6 separate regions of the Mus musculus genome follow, and all the other regions are linked to region 2. The links are chromatin contacts, called in public HiChIP or PLAC-seq, Micro-C, capture Hi-C and promoter capture Hi-C maps. All regions are on one chromosome and are shown on one strand. Each heading gives the region's core, a stretch centred on a gene start, on an enhancer-like site or on the middle of the called end of the contact. The rest is flanking DNA. Distances are from core to core; before and after follow the strand shown. Region 1 holds the start of Crispld1 (cysteine-rich secretory protein LCCL domain containing 1). Region 2 holds the start of Gdap1 (ganglioside-induced differentiation-associated-protein 1). Region 3 overlaps Gm16070 (predicted gene 16070). Region 4 holds the start of Stau2 (staufen double-stranded RNA binding protein 2). Region 5 has its middle 210 kb from the start of Gm16070. Region 6 holds the start of Ube2w (ubiquitin-conjugating enzyme E2W (putative)).

Region 1 (3,552 bases), core at 1,024-3,523, 580 kb after region 2:
CTCACTTGGAAATTCAGAGGTAGGTTAGCATACATTTTAAGGTAGTTCCTTACTTTCCACATACATGGATAATTACAGCATGCGGAATAGAATACTAGCAAAAGAAAATCATCTTTGCAGAAACATGTCAATTCCAGTGCTTTAGGCTACAAGTAGCTAATACTCAAGCCAAGCCAGTGTGGCTTAAACATCCATTTGTTATCTCCCATAACAAGAAAATGGAGTGATTGGTCAGGAACAGGGAGGAACAGACACTATTTATTCTTTTGTTCAACAGGTAAAGAGGTCATTCTTTAGTCTGTCCCTTCTCTTTGCTCAATAACAACTGTACTTTTCAAATCTCACAAATTAGCACCTAAAGATAATTTTTCTTTTGATCACAAAAGAAAACCACTGCAACCCCTGTCCTCAGCTCTAAATTCAGCCCTGCCTTCCTTGAATGATGAGCAAGCATTGCTTGAACTGTCTCTTACTACACTAGTCACTGCTACAGGGATCTATTTTCAACGTTGCTTAGAATAAGCACCAGTCACTTCCTAAGGTTGCTGCTGATGAGAAGGTGGGGACCCCATGTAAAACCAGACGCTACAGTTTCAGATGGAACAAAGATGTGGGAGATTATGTGTTGGCCAAGTACACAGCAGTATCTGCCACAATAGAGTAGAAATGCCACAACCTGCCATGGCTTTACAAGGGACTGCTTCAGTCATAAACCAAAGTGCCATTTTGACATTCATTTGATGTGGATAAGTTGTGCCTTTCTGTTGACAAATAGACGTTGCAATAATAAATAAAAACATGAACTGTATCAAAGAAAAGCTTATATAGTAAATTGGAAATGCAAGATTATTGAAGGCTTATGCTTAATATGATGAATATTTAGGCCATTCTTATATTAAATGTGATAATTGCCTTACCAAATTTCTTATCATCTTTATTTAAGTTCCTCTTCAAATATTTCAAAAATATGCAATCACTTTTAACAGATTTAACTCAATTCTCTCTATGATTTTTCAATGACACATAAAGTGTTCCATGTAGACATGATCTCCATCTTTACTATACTATACTATTACTATATCACCTGTCCTTTATCAGAAACTGGACTGTTTTAGATGTAAAAGCCCTATTTCCTGAATGCTAGGGACACTAATTATGAATTAATATTCCCAAACTACAAATTTGCATCTATTCTGTGTGTACAACGCTAAAGAAAAACCTTGTGACTCTATACCTGAGAATGTTCAGTGTGGCTCTCTTTCTGATATGTCTGCTTCCCATTCTTTGCTATTCTAGGAAACAAAGATTCATGTCACCAGGGACTTTGGGGTCTGACTACAGAAGAGCAGCTGGATAATGGAAAGAGACAGGTAATGGTTGGAACAATCTGATTTGGTCTTTGAGACATTCCAGATATAGAGACAGAAATTTGAGGTGAGGACTCTCAAAGGAGCCGATGCAAAGGCAGGGGAATTAGATAATCCACTTCAAAACAAAGTGTGCTTGTACAAACTGCACCACACTCAGTAGGGCAATACTTTTTGAGTTTACAATTAGTAAATTCCTACTCTAGGATGCAAAACAGGTATCTGTCCTGGGACTGAATTTTGAGATTCTGACAGTCTATCAATGATATATTGTTTAAAGGACTCTTCTTATTTTCACAAATGCCAAATGCTGGTGATCCTTTTTCAGAAGCCAACACCGCATGTTTCCTGACATGTCTCAACTGTCAGGCAATATCCACTTCAATAGTCTTCTGAAAGTCTTTCTCCATCTGGTCCTCATTAAGCTTTAGTAGCCAAAGAAAGACTTCTTCCTTCTAGAAACTAGAGACCAATGGGGATCCATTAGAAAAAAATAAAAAAACCTGTTTCTCTTTTTATCCCACCCCCTAGATTTCCTTTTGTGTGTACAAGACTGGAAGTTCTTAGCGTACCTCCATGCCCACTTACCTCAAGTTCTGGGGCTAGCTCCTTTGCAACCAGACTGTAAGTAATTTCAGCATCCCATCAGAGAGAATCTTAGGGGGAGGGTGTTTGATCTGAGAGAGGTGGGAGAAGCTAGAGGCTCTCTTCCCCCAGGGTCCAGACCTTGCCGTCCTCCACTCACAAAGGCACAGTGCACGCCCACAAAAGATCCTGGCTTGCTGCAAGTCGACTCCCACAGGCCAGAACTGGGTGGAGGTGGAGGTGGGGGTGGTAAAGGAGGGCTCTGGCATCACGTGCCTGTGCAGGCACCTCAATAAATGCCGAGTGCTGAGGAGCGGCGGAAGCGCCTGGCGCCAGGGCTCTGCAAGCTGAAGCAGGAGGTCCCCGGGGAGTTTTTCCTTTGTCCCACCTCACCCTAGATCTCTGGAACACCGGGAGCCCAACTCTGAGAGCTGCTTTCAGGGGCACTTTGCTAACTTTGAAGCCCGTGCCCACTGCTCCTCCCAGGTTTGCTTTGAGTCGCAGAGCTAGGGGCTCGCGTCCCCAGGGGTCAGCCAGCTCCTCACTCTGACTCCCGTGGTGGCCTGGTCCTTGTCGCCTCTGTGAAGGGCAGAGTCAAGGCAAGGAGCAGCTGCAGAGACAAGCAGTTCTGCCAGGCTCCGCTCTCCGGGGAACATCACACTGGAGAGGTAAGGGCGATGCACAAGCTGCATCCAGAGTGGTCCAGCTGCCAGGTTTTCCTGGTTCCCTGTTTGGAAACATCATCTAGGAAAAACTGACTTGTAGAGAAAGGTCTGGCCAAGAAAGGGTAGATGGGTTGCAGGGCAGGAACTCTTCATTTCACCTTGTCCTGGGGACGCCCTCCCCGCAGGGTTCAAGTGAACCTTGGCCTCCTGTTGTATGTGAGGGACATACTCTGAAGTTCTCCAGGAGAGCGCTTGGTAGGGTTAAATTCACATGTTGGGCACAAATTTTGCCGGAATATGGGAATAAGATTGATTTTTCCATCTGCACATGGGTGAAAAAAAAAAAGTTGCTCCAGGGGCCTGAGCCATTCATTTGCAGTGAACCTCGGGGCCATCTCCAGGTACCAGCAATACAGGCATGAGTCGTGTATGAATAGCTATGAACCAGAGATGAAATGCTGGGATATTGTGCCTTTAAAAATAAAAATAAAACAAAGCAAATTAAATAGAAAACTTGAAAGTTTCTGCAGAATGTAAAAGCTTCCAGACAAAAATAAAACACTATATAAATAGTACTCATTGTAAGGTATGTCATTTAAAACCTTGTAATTCAGAAATTATTCTCAAGCCTTGAGCTTCCCCGGCTCCTTTTGCCCTCGACTTTTGGCTTAGTGGTTAGCTTGGAAAAATATTTTGTGTCAACAGCACATTGTAAAAGTTCTTTATGGAAAAATGGAGGTGATAGAAAACGTATTTTCAAAACCGGAGTGCTTATGTGTTGGGGTTTGCTATCATAAAATAATTTCATCTGAATCGTGTGACATGTCTTATAGCCACAAGGAGTGGAAGAGCCTGTCTTGGAGATTTTCCCCGGGGAAACCCAGAGGCCATTCATTATGATGTGTAAGGCACAGGAGTGGCTCAGAGTGACCGCA
Region 2 (3,618 bases), core at 704-3,203:
TCTATTTTTAGATCTTGGATGATTTTTTTTCAATTCCTTCACCTGTTTTGTTGTGTTTTCCTGTAATTCTTTTGGGGATTTTTGTGTTTCCTCTTTAAGGACTTTTACATGTTTAGCAGTGTATTTCTTTTTTTTTTTTCCATTTTTATTAGGTATTTAGCTCATTTACATTTCCAATGCTATACCAAAAGTCCCCCATACCCACCCACCCCCACTCCCCTACCCCCCCCACTCCCCCTTTTTGGCCCTGGCGTTCCCCTGTTCTGGGGCATATAAAGTTTGTGTGTCCAATGGGCCTCTCTTTCCAGTGATGGCCGACTAGGCCATCTTTTGATACATATGCAGCTAGAGTCAAGAGCTCTGGGGTACTGGTTAGTTCATAATGTTGTTCCACCTATAGGGTTGCAGATCCCTTTAGCTCCTTGGGTACTTTCTCTAGCTCCTCCATTGGGAGCCCTGTGATCCATCCATTAGCTGACTGTGAGCATCCACTTCTGTGTTTGCTAGGCCCCGGCATAGTCTCACAAGAGACAGCTACATCTGGGTCCTTTCGATAAAATCTTGCTAGTGTATGCAATGGTATGCCCATGGTATTTCTTTAAGTGAGTTATTAATGTCCTTCTTAAAATCCTCTACCAGAATCATGAGATATGATTTTACATCCGAATCTTGCTGTTTTTGGTGTGTAGGGCTATCCAAGACTTGCTGGATGAAGGCACGAAGGTACCTTGTCCAAGAAGGTCTGTTGCTTCTGTGGCCTGTGTGCTCTCCTGCATGGACCTCCCTCAGATGGACCCCAGATAAAAAATGTCGATCACACCTGAATTCCAAGGGCTGGGCCCTTGCTGTAGGCAAGCCCTTCTTTTGTGGGGAAGGTACACAGAGGACTGAGGGTCAGCTCTTCCTACTGGCTGAGGATGAAGGCCCAAAATGATCCTGTCCAAGAAGCTCTGTTGCTTCTGAGGCCCGTGATCTCCTGTGCGGCCCCCTTCTGAGAGACCCCCTGAATAGAAAATCAAGATAAAAATTCTTAAGAAGAGTGCTCTCTAGTTCGCATTTGCATTTGCCTGACTTCCACATACTGGTCATAGAACCCCTTTGTTATAGAGCAGCTTTGTCATGGCACTAATCCTTGGCAACCCTGTCCACAGTGAGTCTTTGGTCAGATCATGTCTTGGTCACATGATGCCGATGTCAGTGTGAATGAATGTCTTCCTCTTTTTCCTTATATGTATATTATTTCCAAATCCTACCTGATTAGTCTTTATGTGCATCTGCACTCCAGAACGGGACGTCAGACAATCTGAGCTGCCATGTGGTTGCTGGAAATTTAACTTAGGACCTTTGGAAGAGCTCCTAACCACCAACTCATCTCTCCAGACCCATAAAGACACTATTTTTAAGGCCTTGTGAGTAGTATTGCCATTTCGTTTACTGTCTTATTTATCTACTCAGTTCTCACAAAAAGCTTACAGATTAAATAAAATAATCTCTATTTCAAAAATGAAAACAGCAGGACATGATCTCAGGTATTTCTGATATGAACATTCACACTTAATCAATAGGCACTTTTACATTACCATTGTTGATTTATTTGTAAAATACATACTTTGTATTCCATTGTAATATATTCTAATGAAAATTAATTGATACTTAATTTTATTTCTTTGCTCTCTAGAACTCTCCCACCTAAGTAAAAACCCTGAATGTCTTGTGAAACTGGTGCTTTTATGCCCAAGCAACGTCCAAGGCCCAGGAGTATTATTTGCTGTTATCATTTTTCCTTGCCTTAAAAGCCAGACAGTCATATTTTAGAAAATTTCTCTACCTAAAAGTCATCCCATTACATCTCACAGATGATCTCTTAAGGGCCTCAGCCGACTAGGCAGCACAGCATCCTTGGGGAGAAACTACATTTCCCAGAAGCCAGTTCGACCGTAGAGGAAGTCCTTTACGCAACAGGGGGCCTTGAGAAACCAAGGATGCTTGCTGCAGCAAGTGTCTGCAGAGAGCAGGCCAACCCATAAAGCTGCCTGAGTCCTTTCATGCGAAATGGCTCGGAGGCAGGACGAGGCGCGGGCCGGTGTGCCCCTGAGGGTTGAAGGCCCGCCGGACAAGGAGGTCCACCTCATTCTGTACCACTGGACGCACTCCTTCAGCTCTCAAAAGGTAACGGCCTGTAGTCAAGGGCTGCACTCGGTTTCAGCACCAGGACAGCTCCCCGGGCGTGCCTTGTGGGCCTCCAAGCGGCCGGACCCCGGGGGTGCATTCAGAACTGGGGTGCACTAAGTGCACCAGCGGAAATGAGATGATTCGGGAAGGCAGTGACTCAGGTACTGCCACTCAGGAAGCGCCACTAAGAAGCGTCGCGTTCCGCATTTGGCCTAGAGGTTTTGTCCTGGAAAGTGAGAGAAGGGGTTCCTTCCTGCAACCCCTTGATCTACTTTACTCCTAACCCCCAGAAAGAAGGAAGGAAAGAAAGAAAATAAGTAAATTATAGTTTTGAGACAGGGTCTCAAGGTGCAACCCTGCCCAAACAACCTGACCTGTAGACCAAGTTGGCTTGAATTCATGGGAACCTTTTTATCTCCACTCCTCTACTTTTGGGATTGCAGTCTTGGTTCACCATGACAGGCTCTTCCTTAAAAATAGATAGATAGATAGATAGATAGATAGATAGATAGATAGATAGATAAGGAAAGAAAGAAGTTAGGTGTTTAAACTCAGAGACAGAGTCCTTGTCTAGCAGGCCCAAGGTTTGGTAATGCCTAGCATTTAAGGGGTATGCGGTGTGGGGGCAAGACAAATTCATATAAAGGCACCACCTCTCACCAAGGGAATGAAAATGCTTTTATATTCCCAAATTTGCATTCTTTATCAAAGGTGCAAACATATATTTGTACTTAAGGTGGTTCTCTTTTGGATTCCCTAGAGCTGGAGTTACACGCCCTGTGAATCACCCAGGGTGGATGCAGGGGGTCAAGAGCAGTACATTTTTTCAAACCAGTGGTTCCCAGTCTTCCTAGTGCTTCAACCCTTTAATATACTTCCTCATGTTGTGGGGGAACACAACCATAAAATTATTTTCATTGCTATGCATAACTGTAAATTTGCTGCTGTTATGAATTGTAATGTAAATATCTAATATGTAGGACATTTGATATGTGCTTCCTGTGAAAGGTTCGATTGACCCTCAGGTTGAGAACCACTGCCTTAACTGCTATGCCAGCTCTTCAGTCCTGTACATCCGGGGAGAACACATAGTTTGGTTTAAGGCACAAAGATCACAGTGGTGATGAGGAAAGAACAACTGTAATGAAGACAAAATAATTTTCATCCCTGTTATTTTCTTCTGTAATGCTGTCAGTAAGCTGCCAGAATACTTATTTATTCCTTCTAGGAACAGACTTCGTGCAGTGAACTTGTAAAGTACTTCTGGCTCAGGAAGGCAGCTAGGGTTGTTTAGCTGTATCCAGGGAAGGTGAGAACAGCAGTAACCCCTGTGCACTCTTGCAGGTGCGCTTGGTAATTGCTGAAAAGGCACTGAAGTGCGAGGAACACGATGTAAGTCTGCCCCTGAGTGAGCACAATGAGCCTTGGTTTATGCGCTTGAACTCA
Region 3 (3,579 bases), core at 961-3,460, 540 kb after region 2:
CCTTTTGCATTTTGTATTTTCTTTGACTGTTGTGTCGATGTTCTCTATGGAATCTTCTGCACCTGAGATTCTCTCTTCCATTTCTTGTATTCTGTTGCTGATGCTCGCATCTATGGTTCCAGATCTCTTTCCTAGGTTTTCTATCTCCAGCGTTGCCTCACTTTGGGTTTTCTTTATTGTGTCTACTTCCCTTTTTAGTTCTAGTATGGTTTTGTTCATTTCCATCACCTGTTTGGATGTGTTTTCCTGTTTTTCTTTAAGGACTTCTACCTGTTTGGTTGTGTTTTCCTGCTTTTCTTTAAGGGCCTGTAACTCTTTAGCAGTGCTCTCCTGTAATTCTTTAAGTGACTTATGAAAGTCCTTCTTGATGTCCTCTATCATCATCATGAGAAATGTTTTTAAATCTGGGTCTAGATTTTCGGTTGTGTTGGAGTGCCCAGGACTAGGTGAGGTGGGAGTGCTGAGTTCTGATGATGGTGAGTGGTCTTGATTTCTGTTAGTAGGAGACTTACGTTTGCCTTTAGCCATCTGGTTATCTCTGAAGCTAGCTGTTATAGTTGTCTCTTTTAAGAGCTTGTTCTTCAGGTGACTCTGTTAGCCTCTATAAGCAGTCTGGGAGGGTAGCTGTCTCCTTAGTTTGAGTGGGCAGAGTATTCTCTGCAGGCAAGCTCTCTTCTTGCAGGGAAGGTACCCAGATATCTGGTGTTCGAACTGGACTCCTGGCAGGAGTTGTGTTCCACTCACTAGAGGTCTTAGGATCCCGTGGGGAATCCTGTGTGGGCCACTGAGGGTGTCGGGCAACTCCGCTGGCAAGGTATCTCGGGGCTCGAGTGGAGCGGAAGGGGCTTGTGCCCCAGGTCAGGCCCGGGTAGTCTGCTTCCCTATGTACCGCAGTCTCAGGTTCTGCGCGATTGGATTGGGGCAGGGGCTGTGTTCCACTCACCAGAGGTCTTAGGATCCCGTGGGGAATCCTGTGTGGGCCCTTGCAGGTGTCGGGCGCCTCTGCTGGCAAGGTACCTCGGGGCTCGAGTGGAGTGCAAGGGGCTTGTGCCCCAGGTCAGGCCTGGGTGGTCCGCTTCCCTATTTACCGCAGTCTCAGGTTCTGCGCGATTGGATTGGGGCAGGGGCTGTGTTCCACTCACCAGAGGTTTTAGGATCCCGTGGGGAATCCTGTGTGGGCCCTTGCGGGTGTTGGGCGAGACTCCAGGTAAAAACTTTTTGATTGGTCTAAATTTATATGATTCATGTAGCTGCTTCATTTGGTTTCCGATTGGTCTTAAAGGTGTAAATATGCTCTGCATGTCTTGGTCTTAGACTATTAACTTATAAGTTATTGAGTATGATTAAAAAGGTGTAACATTGGTAACAAGAAAGTTAGCTTAAAACTGGAAACTCAGGGTTGGAGTCATTCTAAACAGCAACAGGTGGAATGAACCTGCCCAGGAAACTAGACCTCTAAAGATACTTCTAAATTGGGATAATATTTTATGTAATTCTTATTCTAGAAACTTATAAAGGATAAGATTTAAAACAATGTTTCTTTAATGAAGCATTAAAAGTTGCACTGTCATGTATTCATATAAACGAATTGGCAGCCAAACTTCATAACATGAAAGTGATGATTTTTGTATTGATTTTAAAGAGAATAAATTGTTTAAAATTGGGTTTTGCTCTCCAAAAATTGTGGTTATACCTTAATATTGCAAAAGAAACTTAAAAAAATTATAGTTAAAATTGCCAGTGTTCCACTGACTGCAGTTTGCAGTTTGATCTCAAGTTTAGGATTTTTAACTCACCCATATATTGTAATTAGGATGACTACAAAAGTAATCATCTTATGAGAGCGCTAATGTAGCTTACAGCAGCAATTCGGGAATACAAAGCAAAGCCAGACTTATCTGGATATATTCATCTTTGTGCAGAAATTGGACCCTCGTACAATGAGTTTGGCTAGGGTTGCTGCCTTGCAGAGGACTGGAGTACAAGCAATGCTTTCACAGCACTAAGGTTATAAGGAATGTTTTAAGCACAAATCATCTTAAGAAAGACTGTCCAAAAATTGGAGGCATAGACAGTCGAATTGGTCCCCTGGAATCTGTCCTCACTGCAGGAGAGATAATCTTTGGGCCAGGACTCAGTCAGTATGCTCAGATTAAGAACTATTTACATTTGAGTTAATGCAAAGCTCAAAGCAGCCTCAGTGAAGCTTGTGTGGTGTTTCTTTTGTTTTGCAAACCTTGCCTTTTAGAAGTTTTTGGGACCTTGACTCTCCTTGCCTTTGGGGACTTATTTTAAGCCAAAACAACACTATTACAGATCTATCCAGGGGTTGTTCAAAATAAACTTTAATCTTAAGATTTATGAAAGTTCAGTGAGGTTGTGGAACTTCTAAGAGCATTACAATCTCGCCTGCCTACTCCATATAGAATTATTATGGATTTGGAAGATTGTTTTTTTCCTTTACATCCTGATAATTGTAAAGGGTTTGCTTTTAGTGAGCTTGTGTTCATTAGAAAGTTTTGCCTCTTGGTATGGCTAATAGCCTTACATTATGTAAGAAAGTTTTTTGGTGTTTGTTTGTTTGTTTGTTTTTTCTTTTTCTTTTTTTCTTTTTTTGTCTCTGCTTCAATACAAGAAGCTAGGACTTTGAATCTTTCAGTGTGTATTGTTTCTTATATGGAAAGTATTTTATTAGCTAATGCCTCTGAAGGGAAGGGAAGTTTATTACAAATCTTTCCTCTTAAACAACTAGTGATAAAGTTTTGGGGAGTAGCTGTTGCTCCAGAAAAGATTCAGGGGCAATATCTTTTTAATACTTAGGGCCTCGGTTATATCCTAAAAAATTGTGGCACAGAAAATTCAAGAAAGAAAAGATGATTTGTGTACTTCAAATTGTTTTTAAAGGCTTCCAGGTGTTAATTGGCTAAGACCTCACCTTAAGCTCACCACAGGAGGACTTAAGCCTTTGTTGAATGTTATTAAGGGAGATACAAATTAATTGGTGAAAAACAAAAAGCTTTGCAGAAAGTAGAGGAAGCTTTTGTAATCAATTGTTATCAATTGTAATCAATAGTAATCAAATATTAGCAGTGTATTCTAGTTACTCTTATTCACTGTGCCCACAACAATTCTTTGGCAAAAGAGAGCATTAACGTGAAAACATCTTTCTTCATCTTCAAGTAAAGTTTTAACATCCTTTTATGAATTTGTTGTGGTGTTAATAAAGAATTGTAAGATAAAATCATGAAGATATTTTTGAAAAAAAAATCTTAAAAACCTGATAAGACATCTGTTCCTTGTTTCAAACAGCAATTAAATTGGTTATTGCAGAATATTGATATTTGGCCTATTGTATACCAATCTTTTTAGGTAAAGTTGATAATCATTATCCAAAAGGTAAGTTGTTAAAACTGCTTCTATGCCTGCTTTTTTATTTTCTGTAAATTTATGCATGCATGTATACCATGAAAAATACATCTACTGTATTTATAAACAGCCCTTCTAAAGGAAATACAGGGACAAAGAGTGGAGCAGAGTCTGAAGGAAAAGTCATCGGGAGACTGCCCCACTTAGGGATCC
Region 4 (3,688 bases), core at 917-3,416, 630 kb before region 2:
TGTGCGCGTGTGTCTGTGTGTGCATATATGAGTGGGACATGAAAATGCCACAGAGGGAATGTGGAGGTCAGAGGACAGCTTGCAGGTGCTCCATCCCAGAGCCCCCACACAGTTTACTGCATAGTTTCTGCTGTCCTTAAACTCCTAGGCATGTGCCACCAAACCTGAGGACCTGAGTTTGATCCCCAGGACTCACAAGTTAGAAGATAACAGTGGACTCACACAAGTTGTCCTATGACCTCCACAGTCGTGTACAGGCTTGGCAACGAATGACTTTACCCAATGGGCCATCAAGACAGCCCTACCTATTTTTGTTATTTTGTAGAAAGTCGGTCTTCCCTAGAGCTTCATTCCAGGTAAGTCAAGTAAGGTAAAAATACAAACTTCAACCTTTTCCATGCTGAAGTATCCAGAAGCAAAGGGCTATAACATATCTGTCTTACCCACAAACAGCACAGGGGGTCTGTGTGTGTGGCTGAGTAAATGATAAATGGGCATCATGATAACAGGTGAATCTGGGTAGAGGAATAGACTGTTCTTTGTATTGTTCTTATTCTGACTTTACTGAAAGCTGAAATTGTATCCAACGGGAAGTTAAAAAATATATGCTACTAGAAATTTACCTACTTGAATACAAAACACTGTTTCTTAAGGAAACACAGTAATTTGTGAATATACTACACATGAGCAACAAATCACAACTAGACATCACTTTGGAGTAGATTTCATAAACTACTGCCATGCCATACCTTGAGACAGGTGCCCAACACTGACAGTGGCCACATAAACCATGCATGCAGTTGGGCATTACAGATATGCACACTTAATACAGGCCTGCAACAGATCCACAATCATATGATATTTAGGTTTTTCAGTAAAATAAGACACAAAGACCTGCTTTGTTAAAAAAAAATAGTCAGGTCTTAGTTTTTTCTTTTTTCTTGACTTGTGCCTTTCCTCTATAGTTCTATTCATGACAGTAAGTTGAATCGACTTAGAAAGGATGGGGAAGAAACATTCTACTGAACATTTGACAGTGTTACTATCTTTTTGCCTGCCCAACACCTTCTCTATTTCAAGTGTTAGCCCTCAGAAAACACAAGAATACATCAGAATCCAAGTTCTATTTGTATTAAGAAAGTTCCCTAACACTGGATAACAGATTTTTGGTTACTGTAATACATTTAAGGATCATCTGTACGATTTCTGTGAGATTTGGTCCCTTTTAAATTGCTTAGTGCATTCATACCTATTGGATGGTCCATCTCCACTCAAGTACTTCTAAGCTTTTTTGTGGCGGGGGGGGGGGGAAATAGGAGATAATAATGAAATCTGCTCATACTGCAAAATGTTGTACCTAAATAATTGCAAGGACTTCCAGACTTGGCCCCCACCCCCACCCCTCAGCGCACGCGCCCAACCAGACTCCCATTCCCACCCCCTACCCAGGTCTCCTAGTTCAATCGCCTTGACTGCCTCTGCGAAACTGGCCCGTCACTCTGCCCGGTCCCCCACCCTACAGAGACCCGGTCCTCACGGTAGATTCTGCGGCCAAGCTTTGTGTTTCACCCAACTCCCCACGCCCGGGCAAGGTCACTACCTCCAACTACTCCTTTAAGCCGAGCCGTCACGGTCCTAGTTCGCAGGAGGCTCGGCGGAACTTGCCTGTCATAGGGCTATATTTTGTCCCCTCTGCCCCACCTCCCTTCCCCATTTCGGCGAGTTACGTCTTCGCCACTTGCCCATTATACAGAAATAGCCACCGCCATCGCCCCGGCCCCGCCGCCCCCACGCCCCTGCAAGGCCCGGGTGACCTCCGCGCCCCCCGCCGTCGCGCCCGGCGCCCCCGCCCCGCCCTGCCCCTGCGGACACCTGTACGGCTCGCCGCGGCACACGCCCCCCCTCCCCTCCCCCAGGGCGGCCGAGGGCGGCGCGGGAGCGAGGCCGCGAGAGACGGCCCTGCTGGCTCCCGGCGCTCTGCCTCGGAACCCGCCGGCGGAAGTCAGGCCTGGCGGCGCCGCTCGCACCAGGATTTACCTGCGGGCCACGGACGCCCGGCAGACGGCTCCACATGGGCGAGCGCTCCAGAGCTCCGCCGACGCCGCCTGCTCCCTCCTCGGCTCCCGCCCCCCGCCTCCGCCTGCCGCCCTGCGCTCCCGCCGCGCCCTCCCGGGCCCGCGCCGCGCGCCCCCGCCTGCGCCGCCGCGCCCGCGCCACGCCGCGCGCCCCCGCGCCAGCTCTCTCTCGCGCTCTCTCTCTCCAGCTCGCTCTGTCTCTCTGTCTCTCTCCCCTTTCTTTCTCTGTCTCTCTCCTCTCTCTGTCTGTCTCTCTCTCTCTGTGTCTCTCCCCCCTCTCTTTCTCTGTCTCTCTCTCTCCTCTCTCTGTGTCTCTCTGTCTGTCTGTCTCTCTCTCTGTGTCTCTGTCTCTCTCTCTGTGTCTCTGTGTCTCTGTGTCTCTGTGTCTCTCTCTGTCTCTCTGTCTCTCTCTCTCTCTCTCTCTCTCTCTCTCTCTCTCTCTCTCTCTCTCTCTCTCTCTCTCTCTCTCTCTCTCTCTCTCTCTCTCTCTCTCTCTCTCTCTCTCTCTCTCTCCACCTCTCCCCGCCTCCCTTCGCGGTCGAGCGGCCATTGTTCGCCGCGCCGTTCCCGCCCCCTGGCGGCTTCTGGGACCCCCGCATCCCGGGGCGCTGCGGGGCTTAGGCCTGGGGTCTCGGGCCGCGCCGGGGCCCGTCCCGGGAGCTGCTGCAGGAGCACGCTGAGGGCGCCCGGCCCGCAACTGCGAAGGTGCTCCAGCACCGGCGGCTCAGCCTCTCCCGCACCCGCTGCCCCTGGGCTCTCTAGCAGCCTGTCCCCGACGCTCTGCTCCTACCTTTCCCGGCTCGCTGACTGCCCGCCTCTGCCTAGCTGGGGACGCGCGACCATCCCGCGTCCGTTCCACTGCGGTGCGACGTAGGATTCGGCGGATCCTGCACCTTTCTAGACTGGAGGAGGAAGAAAGGGGAGGAGGGTAGCAAGCAGCGCAAGCGAGCCCCCATCACCTGCTCCACGGCCCACATCATTCATCAGGAAAAAATGAATAATAAATATATTAAAGTTGTGTGCCCGTACCAAAAAAAAAAAAATCTTTAGAGCCAAAAATGAGGATCGTCTTAAAACACTGTCCTAGATCCTTGGTTTTTGAAGAGTGCTAAAAAACTCAAATTACTTGTTCTTTTGTCCTGGTTTAGATATGGGTTAGGTATGGCCAGATAACGTCAGCCTAGTTAAGACCAATGGATTTTAAATAAGTGGCACCAAAAATCATATGAAAAAGAAGTCTAGAAATAGAACTATTAGTGTATTCTGACTGGCATTATTCTTCCTGGGGTTTCCTTGGTATGGCTTGTCTGCCTGGGATATGTCTGTGAGCCCTGTGATTTCAGTCATATTTTAAAACCAACTCTACAAATGAGGCAGTATTTGTGGATCTATTACCTTATACACTGATTTACAATTTTTAAAGAGACAAAAACGTGATACTGTATGTATAGGCGAGATACCTGTAAAGCTCTCTAGCTAGAGCCTGACATCGTAGTTTCCGGTGATACAGTGTAGGCAAGCACTTCGTTTGTCTCTCATGTTTCCCGTGTGCCTTTCTCACTTTTCACTTCCACTAGTTTTCTCAAATATGTGGATTCCTTCTTAAATGGGGA
Region 5 (3,877 bases), core at 187-2,686, 790 kb after region 2:
CTTTATGTGTTTGTGTCTGTATGTGCCTGTGTGTGTGTGTGTGTGTGTGTGTGTGTGTGTGTGTGTGTGTGTGTGTAAAACAATAATAATTTAGAAGAGGTAAACCTCTTTGAAGAGAGGGTTGTTGGATACTGGACAGGTTGGAGGGAGTGGGAGAGGCAACAGTGATGTTGATTCATTATGCATCTGAAGGTCTCAAAACAACAAAGAAAAAAATAGAAATCAAGTAGTTCTATTTTATGTAAAGTCTTTCTCTCTCTCTCTCTGTCTCTGTCTCTGTCTGTCTGTCTGTCTGTCTGTCTCTCTCTCTCTCTCTCTCTCTCTCTCTCTCTGTGTGTGTGTGTGTGTGTGTGTGTGTGTGTGTCTGTGTAAAAATTTAATCTGGGCAATCATGAATGTGAAACTATCACTACCAATTGAACTATATCTATGTTTCCTTGATTTTTATTGTTTTGTTTTATTTTGTTTTTTCAAAATCAAAACATCAGAGATCTTAATTTGAAAACTGAGTAATACCAATAAAACAACAAAATGAGTCAGCAAATAAAAATCATATTTTGTATTGTTAAAAATAAACTACCTTCTAGAGAACTTGGATATTTCCAAATTTTAAGCCAGAGAGAAAAATTCCATCAGTTTTGATGCCTGGAAGCTTCAGACTGGAACTTCTCAGGGTCTCAATTATTTTTCCCAAACACATTTATACATTTGTTTATCTCAGCTCACACATAGTTAGAGAGGGAACAACCACACTGAGAATTATAGACCAGCTAGCAAGGATTATAACTCCTAGAGGAGAGGGATCTAACTACAATGCCAGTCATTCATAGCAGCTTGAGGCTGGAAGTTAAGTGAGGTGGTGAAACTTACTGGAGCTCTTTCACAGCAAGATGCTGTGATCACTGGTGAAGGGAGGCTGCACTAGCCATACACACTCCTTGCTTTTATCCTCATGTTTAGGTCAGTGTTCTTGACTGTGTTTGAGTCCTCTAGAGCCTCACTGTTCCTTGCCACAGAAGGACCTCATTTGGGGTCTTCTATCTGTGCGGAATGGGTCTCTGGTTGCAGATGGGCGAAGGAGTCAGTGAGTGACAGACAGACAAGACACAACATGAGAGTGTGTGTTGAGTCAATGTAATGTCCAAATAAATACCAGACTTTTTTATACAGAAGAAAAAACAAGAAAAGCCAGGCAGGACACATCCACCAAGTTACAGTGACACAAAATAAAAGGAATGTATACAACATTGGAACCAGGCTGCTGTTTACCACTAAGAAGGGAGCCAGGTGTAATGCTAGTCTATTGTTAAGCCCACCACCAGGGGTTCTTAGTAAATGCCTGATTATGCAGTTGCTTTGGGCCTAGTGAAGAAACTTGTCTCAGGGGGATTCGCTAACTCTTTCATGGTTAACCCACCTATTTGCTAGGCCATTGTGTATTCCCTTGTTTGGGTGAGACTCAGTTGCTGTCCTAAGTAATCACTCTGCAGACTAGCCCTGAGCTATTCTAGCTCCGCTCTTTGTAATGCCTAATTAGTTTCACTGTCTCTACCAGAAGTAAATTTGAATGTTACTGAATAGGTAACATCCTCACTGAATTCCTACTGAATTCCAAGCTCTTCCGGCTTCAAGGATTTTCTAGGATGTTGGAACACTGGTGGAGGCACACCTGTGTGAAAATTCAATCTTTAAAGGCACTCATAATGAAACAATACTGAAAGAGAGCATACACCATACTAATGCAGGATAGGGTTTGAGTATATGGGCTACGAGAATGCCAAGGTTGCAGGAGGCTGTTTCCTTGAAACTCTTTGCCTCATGACTGCCTCTAGGCCTTTTGACCCCAACAGGCAGACTTCACTGGAGTGGGCATAGCAGTTCCTTTTACTTCTTAGTGGACTAGAAGTTGGAGTTTGTTAGAACAAATGATTTCAGACCCAAAGGCCTGCTGACTTACAAATGTGTTTTAGTAAGATACCAGTTGATTAACAGTTACATTTTTTTGTTTGGGAAAATTTGTTTTATGTATCTATGAAAATTAAGGTTAATATTAAAGTCTCATCTGTTAAATTAGAATTTTGGGGCTAAGGCAAAGAAATCAAATAGTTTCTACAGATTCTGCAGAGTGTGACCTTAAGCTCCCAAATTCAATTTTTGGAACTTTTCCTTTTGAAGGGTACTTGCATTAGTGTGTGTGTGTGTGTGTGAGTGTGCCTCCATTTTGGCTTGTGAAACCTAAAATACTTGTCACATGATTCCTGGTGGAAAGGTTGTGTACCTCTGATATAATCACACAATTTAGTTGATCTTTGTGTTATTCAAATACTCATCTAAATGGCCTATATCTATGCAGCTTTCTGCTACAGTCCGTATATATGTGCTACCTACCTCACACCTCAATGGTTTTGCTAGATTTTTCTATTTCATTTTGGGACTCTTCCCACAGAGGTCCTTCTCTTCATATAAATTTATTTTTGCAGACTGGCAGGTATTGTTTATATATATATATATATATATATATATATATGTATATATATATATATATATTGTTTAGGAATCAGGGGTTCCCAGATTCCTAAGGGCCTTCAGTAATAGGAATTCATAAAACAGATCTAGGTGCCAGGCACATGTGGCAGGACTGAGAAATTCTGTTCATATTCTCCACATTCTCTTGAACTTTTCTGTAGTTCTTCATAATGGAAGGGATATCACTGACTTTTGTATACAGATAAAATATGCCAATTAACATTTTACTTTCAAATATATGTATAGAACATCTTGCAGAGGAATGATTCTTGTTTCCATATAGTACTGGTTTTGCTTGAACAATGTATTTGAGCAATAATTATAGAAAAATAAGTAGATTATCTAAAAGGAATCTCTCCATGCAGAAATTGCCTTACCATATTTATAATGTAAATTATAATATGATATCTACTAGAATAATAAAATATTAAGTTCTTGTCAATTTTATAAAACATACCCAAAACCAGATGCAGTTATACATTAACAATGACTCTCAATCTTCCTAAATGCTGCAATACTTTATTGTTCCTCATGTTGTGGTGACCCCCACACATTCAGTAATTTTGTTTCTACATCCTAGCTATAATCTTGCTACTGTTATGATTCGTAATGTAAATGTCTGAAATGCAAGATATCTGACACAGTAACCCCTATGTGGAGTTTGACCCACAGGTTGAGAATCATTACATTAGAAGGACTGTATCTCAAACTTGAAAGCATTTTGCCATCAAATTTGATTTTTGCATTCATCTATACATATTTTTCTGCTAGAAGCTTTCTTCCTTTCCCTCTTTATTCACTCTACACCTTGATTGCAGCCCCTTCCTACTCTACTTCCAGTCCACCCTCACATCCTCTTTCCCCATTCTTTTTCTCCTCAGAGAAGGGAAGGCCTTGGGTACCAACATGCCCTGCCACATCAAGTCTCAGGAGTAAGTGCATCCTCTCTCACTGAGGCTAGACAATGCAACCCAGCTAGAGAAAAGAGATCAAAAGATAGGCAACAAAGTTGAAGTCAGGAACAGTCTTAGATCCCATGAAGATCAAGCTGCATATCTTCTACATATGTGTAAGAATCCTAGGTCCATGCAAGCATGGTCCTTTGTTGGTGGTTTAATCTCTGCAAACTCCCATTGGCTTAGTTGACTCTGTGTTTCTCCTTGTTGTGGTGCCCATGAACTCTCTGGCTCCCCCAATCCTTTCCCCTGCTCTTCTGCAAGACTCCCCAAGCTTCCCTTAATGATTGGCTCCACAGCAAAACAGGTCTCTCTGTCTGGTTCCATCAGCTGCTGGATGAAGCCTCTTAGAAGACTGTTATACTAGGCTCCTGTCTACAAGTATAGCAGAGTAT
Region 6 (4,029 bases), core at 321-2,820, 530 kb before region 2:
CTTCATTTTTAGTCTTAAATAATGCCTGTATCTTAAGACAGATCACCGTCAAGTGTTAGTAACAAATAATGTCTTAATACAGATAAAAATCTTAAAGCAATCATATAGCCCATCTGCTGTCAACTGATGTTCCACAGTTCCTTTTTTGGCCTCAAATGATGAAACTTCTCTAACGTCTCTGGGGAGACTAGTAAAGTATAACGTTTCCTGAAATTGTTCTTGTTTCACTGCACCATTTCGTGACACCTCTTCACCTAAGAATGCTACTGCAGGAAAGGCCAAAAGTACAAGCAAATGCAAAAAGAATACCATAAGGAAAGCTGATTGAAGGAAGATACAGGGGAAGGAGGGAAATGCGTAAGAATGCAAACCATTGCTAGCAGAGAAGCGCCAACAACGAGATCTTGCTTATTCTTCTAGAAACAAAAACCAAAAATTCTAAGGAAAATGCGGATGTTACTCGAGGATGATGTTAAAACTCCAAAAAGCGTTCCGCTGACACGCTACAAGAGTTCTACTCTCTCTTCCTATGTGCTTTAACACCGCTAGCCCTATCTGCAAATTAAATGCCGGCTATAGATAATGCAATCTCTAGAAACTACAATTGTGGTTGCCATCTTTGCCTGAAAATTTTTTCTTTTATTGGATTTGCAAGGGGGGGGGGGAATACATTAAGTTGGAAGCTACAAAAAACACCTTCAAGTCTGACAGAGCACAGGTTAACAGGCGTCTCCTACCAAACTAAGGTTTTAAAGGTCTGGGAAAGAAAGGCAAAGGAGCCACGGCCTTACCAATCCCGCAAGGGTGGGGCATCGCAAGAAAAAAAAATTTAAGAGGGCGAGTTTCTATCGAGGCCGAGGAGCAGGCCCACGAGCTCGCACGTTGTGGTAGCACAGGACGCTGGGGACAGGGACGAAGGGCGGCTTCGAAGAAGAGACGTGGGCTGCCAGGGAATGCCCAGAGTGCGGGCTGATAGAAGGAGGCACCCACCGGGCACCGGATGAAGATCAGAGAAGAACGAGCATGAGTCCGGCGATCCGAGGCTGCGCGTGGGAGGCCGGGCAGAGGCCGCGGAGCGCCGTGGGCAGGCGGCCGTCCTCGGCGAGGGGCTCTGCCGGTCTCCGGCCGCCCCGACCGCGGGTGACGGCGGCGGGCACAGCTGTTTCCACCCCGCTGGGGAGCGCGAGGGGAAAAGCATCCCGGCGGTGGCCAGGGAGCCGAGCGGCAGGCATCCTCGCGTAGGGGCGCGGAGCGGAGCCCCCACCGCGAAGCGCACGACGAACTTCGCCCTTTCTTCCCCCTAAGCCGCCTTTATGCCACAACTTCGCGGCCGCTACTGTCCGCGGCCACCGGCCGACACCCCCGCTCGGCTCGCCGCCAGGCGATCCCCCGACGCCCCGAGGTCAGGGAAGGTCGCCCGGAGCCAGGCCCAGAGGTCTCGGACGCCGACCCCGCGCAGACGCTCACCTCGTCTCGATGGCCCCCTCGCCCTCCCCGCTGCAGCAGCTCCGCTCACCTGCATTGACGCCATGATGAAACCATCCCCCCAAGGCCAGCGAGGCCCGAGACGCAGGGGGCGGAGCCGCCGTGCTCGCGTCACGCCGCGGGGGCCCAACATCCCGGGCACGGGGGTGGAGTCGCCGATGGGAAGGGGCCCGCGTGTCCGATTGGCTAGCGCGCGGGTGCCCGGGGCGGGGCGGGGCGGGGCCAGGCCGGGCTCCCTAGGTACCTTGCATCCCAGCCAATTTATACGCGGGCCCACCCTCAGTGCTGGCGGAGGCGCTGCTCCAGGTCGGACTGAAGCGTTATGCCGAGGTCACAATGCTGTCCGGGCATTTGGCAGGGAGGGGATCTCATTTTGTTTTTCCAGCTACAAGTGTAAGATTTACAGCCCACCCCCTTCATATGTCTTTTTTACACCTACCGTGTTTTCGCTCCTGAGGCAGATACAACTTCGCCTGGAGATGCTTTCTGGTATTTGCAGACCTAGGAAGCTTCTACTTTGAGGGGCAGAGAGTCACAGGTTTCCCTATAGGACAGAATGAAAACTGAGAGCAGTGATCTTAAAAGCAAGAACAATTGGATTTGAAACGTGCTGGAAAGGGAAGGAGGGTGAATAATGGAGTTCCCTTTTGTGTGCAATTTTCTAGTTCCCTAACCCTCTAAATTGTAAAGTCCAGGTATACCATAAGAGTCGTTGTTACATCAGTCTTACTTTTGATTAACAATTTGACTCTAGCCGTGAAATCTCAATATAATGAATATAGTTTACGTAATTTAATACTTAATACTTAATACTTAAACCTTCTGCCATGCCTAGATTTCTCTTCACCCTATTCTGTGGTGGGCAGTTGCATGATCAGACGACCTATGAGTGAGCTTGAGTAGAAATCGCTGAGCATACAGAATTTATTCTAGGAATGCACCAGTTCTGCCAGCATTTATCAGAAGTCACATTTTTAAAGCTCCTCCGGAACCAAAGATGTCGTTTACTTAAATACCAAACGAAAAATGGAAGCCAAAAGCTTGCACCTCATGTCCTGTCTCTAAAGGAATCAGAGAGGATGGCATGTTGAGTAGAAGGCTTTTACTTTACCCGGATGAAAGTTTAAATCTTTATTTTTATTGACTTGGCTTCATTTTTAGACATTTCTCTAAAATATAAATATAATGGTGATGTAGGTTATCACTCTCACACTTAAGCTAGAGCACGATGTTCCTCTGAGAACATCCGTAAGGAAATGTGTTCAAGAGAGGAAAAGATGTCTAAATCTGCCAGTTTTTCTGTGGTGTAATATTCAAGACGGTTTCTCTTCACCATGGAGGAACTTTTCCATGGGGTTTGCATGACTTGGAGTACAGGACTCAACCAGAAGCATATCCGCTATCAGTTCAGGTATGTCGTTACCATCACAACATGGAACAAAGTGCCCACATAGCCCAGTGATGAGGTACGCTTACAGGAAAGAGTCTCCACCAGGCCTTCCAGAGATCTTTGTCCCTGTGATCTCAGGCTGTAATGTACCAGCTAATGTTCATGTTGTTTTAAAAGTTGATTCTTCTCAAAGGTGTAAATGACAAAGGAGACTCTACAAACATGGCATTATGACCTCATCAAAGTAAATGGCCTACTAGACAAGGTACTCAGAAGGAAGAAAAGCAATTACACCTTGGTGTTGCTTACAGTAGAACTAATGTCAGGTTTCCACCTCACAGGTGTCCAAGGGATCTTCACGGGAGGCAAAGTCACATCCTAGGAAATTCTAAGCAGCTCATAACTACCTATCGTCTTTATTCTTTAATTAATACATAATAGGGTCTGGGGTGTATAGTTCACTGGGAAAACCTGTGGTTAACATGTAGGAGATCCTGGATTTGATCTCTGAGTACGGAAAGCAAAACAAAAGGCAAAAATATATAACAGACTGTTCGCCGACATACTCAGGAGCAAGGAGTGATGTAGAGGCTATTTTCAGTGAGAATAAGTGTTCCTAAAGCTCTTGACTGCCCGTTATTTGATGGAGATACTCACATTTTTTTCCCAGAACATGGCTTATTAGTGGATATGGCCCCTTAAAGTGGGATACTACGAAAAGGGGAAGTGGAAGTGAATCCCCAACAATAGGGAAGGAATTGACACAACCATGTTAGAAAAAGGCTCAGCCATGATGAAGTAAAAGTTAGAAAATCTTTTAAAAAGCAGTATTTTTGATAAAACATAAGTAGCACAAAATGTAATGTTAATTCCACTTAGCAATTCAAACGAATTGTAAAATACATCTTTGGGACAACTGGAGCCAAGTAAAAGTAGAATGAATATGATGAATTGTTCTTTAGTGGAATTATTCTTTAGGTGGGTGGTGGTAACAGAGGCAGGTGGATCTCTGTGAGATTGAGGCCAGCCTGGTCTACAGAGTTCCAGGACGACCAGGGATACACAAAGAAACCCTGTCTAAAACAAACAAACAAACAAACAAACGAAAGAAAGAAACAGAATCATTGTTTATATTAAATTCAATAATGGTATTC

The links. Promoter capture Hi-C pulls out the DNA fragments that hold promoters and counts their contacts. Hi-C and Micro-C count contacts between places; a contact is called where the count stands out from the background. HiChIP or PLAC-seq counts read pairs in DNA pulled down with a chosen protein or histone mark. Capture Hi-C pulls out chosen DNA fragments and counts their contacts.
Region 1: a capture Hi-C map of embryonic stem cells shows a contact between it and region 2, with 7 times the contacts expected there. The contact joins the promoter of Crispld1 here to the promoter of Gdap1 in region 2. A contact is called at or near these places in 16 of 39 promoter capture datasets (the 3T3-L1 cell line, 3T3-L1-derived adipocytes, cranial neural crest and 9 more), 1 of 484 Hi-C or Micro-C datasets (embryonic stem cells) and 1 of 9 other capture datasets (embryonic stem cells).
Region 3: a promoter capture Hi-C map of embryonic stem cells shows a contact between it and region 2, with 5 times the contacts expected there. The contact joins the enhancer-like site here to the promoter of Gdap1 in region 2. A contact is called at or near these places in 12 of 39 promoter capture datasets (the 3T3-L1 cell line, the HPC-7 cell line, HPC-7-derived erythroid cells and 7 more) and 1 of 9 other capture datasets (adipose tissue).
Region 4: a contact with region 2 is called in a Micro-C map of embryonic stem cells, with 3 times the contacts expected there. The contact joins the promoter of Stau2 here to the promoter of Gdap1 in region 2. A contact is called at or near these places in 6 of 39 promoter capture datasets (cranial neural crest, embryonic stem cells, frontonasal cranial neural crest and 2 more), 1 of 484 Hi-C or Micro-C datasets (embryonic stem cells) and 1 of 9 other capture datasets (embryonic stem cells).
Region 5: an H3K27ac HiChIP or PLAC-seq map of epiblast stem cells shows a contact between it and region 2, with 6 times the contacts expected there. The contact joins the enhancer-like site here to the promoter of Gdap1 in region 2. A contact is called at or near these places in 12 of 39 promoter capture datasets (the 3T3-L1 cell line, the SN4741 cell line, embryonic stem cells and 7 more), 2 of 115 datasets of contacts at active chromatin or transcription factors (embryonic stem cells and epiblast stem cells) and 1 of 9 other capture datasets (adipose tissue).
Region 6: a promoter capture Hi-C map of embryonic stem cells shows a contact between it and region 2, with 5 times the contacts expected there. The contact joins the promoter of Ube2w here to the promoter of Gdap1 in region 2. A contact is called at or near these places in 6 of 39 promoter capture datasets (embryonic stem cells, hippocampal neurons, maxillary cranial neural crest and 1 more), 1 of 484 Hi-C or Micro-C datasets (rod photoreceptor), 3 of 115 datasets of contacts at active chromatin or transcription factors (embryonic forebrain, forebrain and stem cell-derived neural progenitor cells) and 1 of 9 other capture datasets (adipose tissue).

What each region holds. Positions count from the first base shown.
Region 1 is chr1:17,725,144-17,728,695 of GRCm38.p6, forward strand. It overlaps Crispld1 (cysteine-rich secretory protein LCCL domain containing 1), which reads left to right and starts at 2,274. Exons shown (of 15, transcript NM_031402.2): 1 at 2,274-2,620; 2 at 3,451-3,552. The coding sequence starts at 3,514. Gm16070 (predicted gene 16070) reads right to left here and starts at 2,503. Exons shown (of 7, transcript NR_130314.1): 1 at 1,956-2,503.
Region 2 is chr1:17,143,420-17,147,037 of GRCm38.p6, forward strand. Gdap1 (ganglioside-induced differentiation-associated-protein 1) reads left to right here and starts at 1,954. Exons shown (of 6, transcript NM_010267.3): 1 at 1,954-2,169; 2 at 3,517-3,618. The coding sequence starts at 2,053.
Region 3 is chr1:17,684,996-17,688,574 of GRCm38.p6, forward strand. All of the region lies in intron 6 of Gm16070 (predicted gene 16070), which reads right to left. Among named protein-coding and RNA genes, the nearest start is that of Crispld1, 41 kb to the right of the region's middle. Within about 2 kb of position 2,211, at least 7 of the 459 cell types and tissues checked have an H3K27ac peak or open chromatin away from gene starts, as enhancers often do. A contact at or near this core is called in embryonic stem cells and stem cell-derived epiblast-like cells, where this site is marked.
Region 4 is chr1:16,517,136-16,520,823 of GRCm38.p6, forward strand. It overlaps Stau2 (staufen double-stranded RNA binding protein 2), which reads right to left and starts at 2,167. Exons shown (of 14, transcript NM_025303.3): 1 at 2,038-2,167.
Region 5 is chr1:17,930,840-17,934,716 of GRCm38.p6, forward strand. No RefSeq gene overlaps it. Among named protein-coding and RNA genes, the nearest start is that of Gm16070, 210 kb to the left of the region's middle. Within about 2 kb of position 1,437, at least 12 of the 459 cell types and tissues checked have an H3K27ac peak or open chromatin away from gene starts, as enhancers often do. A contact at or near this core is called in embryonic stem cells, epiblast stem cells and stem cell-derived epiblast-like cells, where this site is marked.
Region 6 is chr1:16,617,721-16,621,749 of GRCm38.p6, forward strand. Ube2w (ubiquitin-conjugating enzyme E2W (putative)) reads right to left here and starts at 1,571. Exons shown (of 6, transcript NM_025773.4): 1 at 1,517-1,571. The coding sequence starts at 1,531.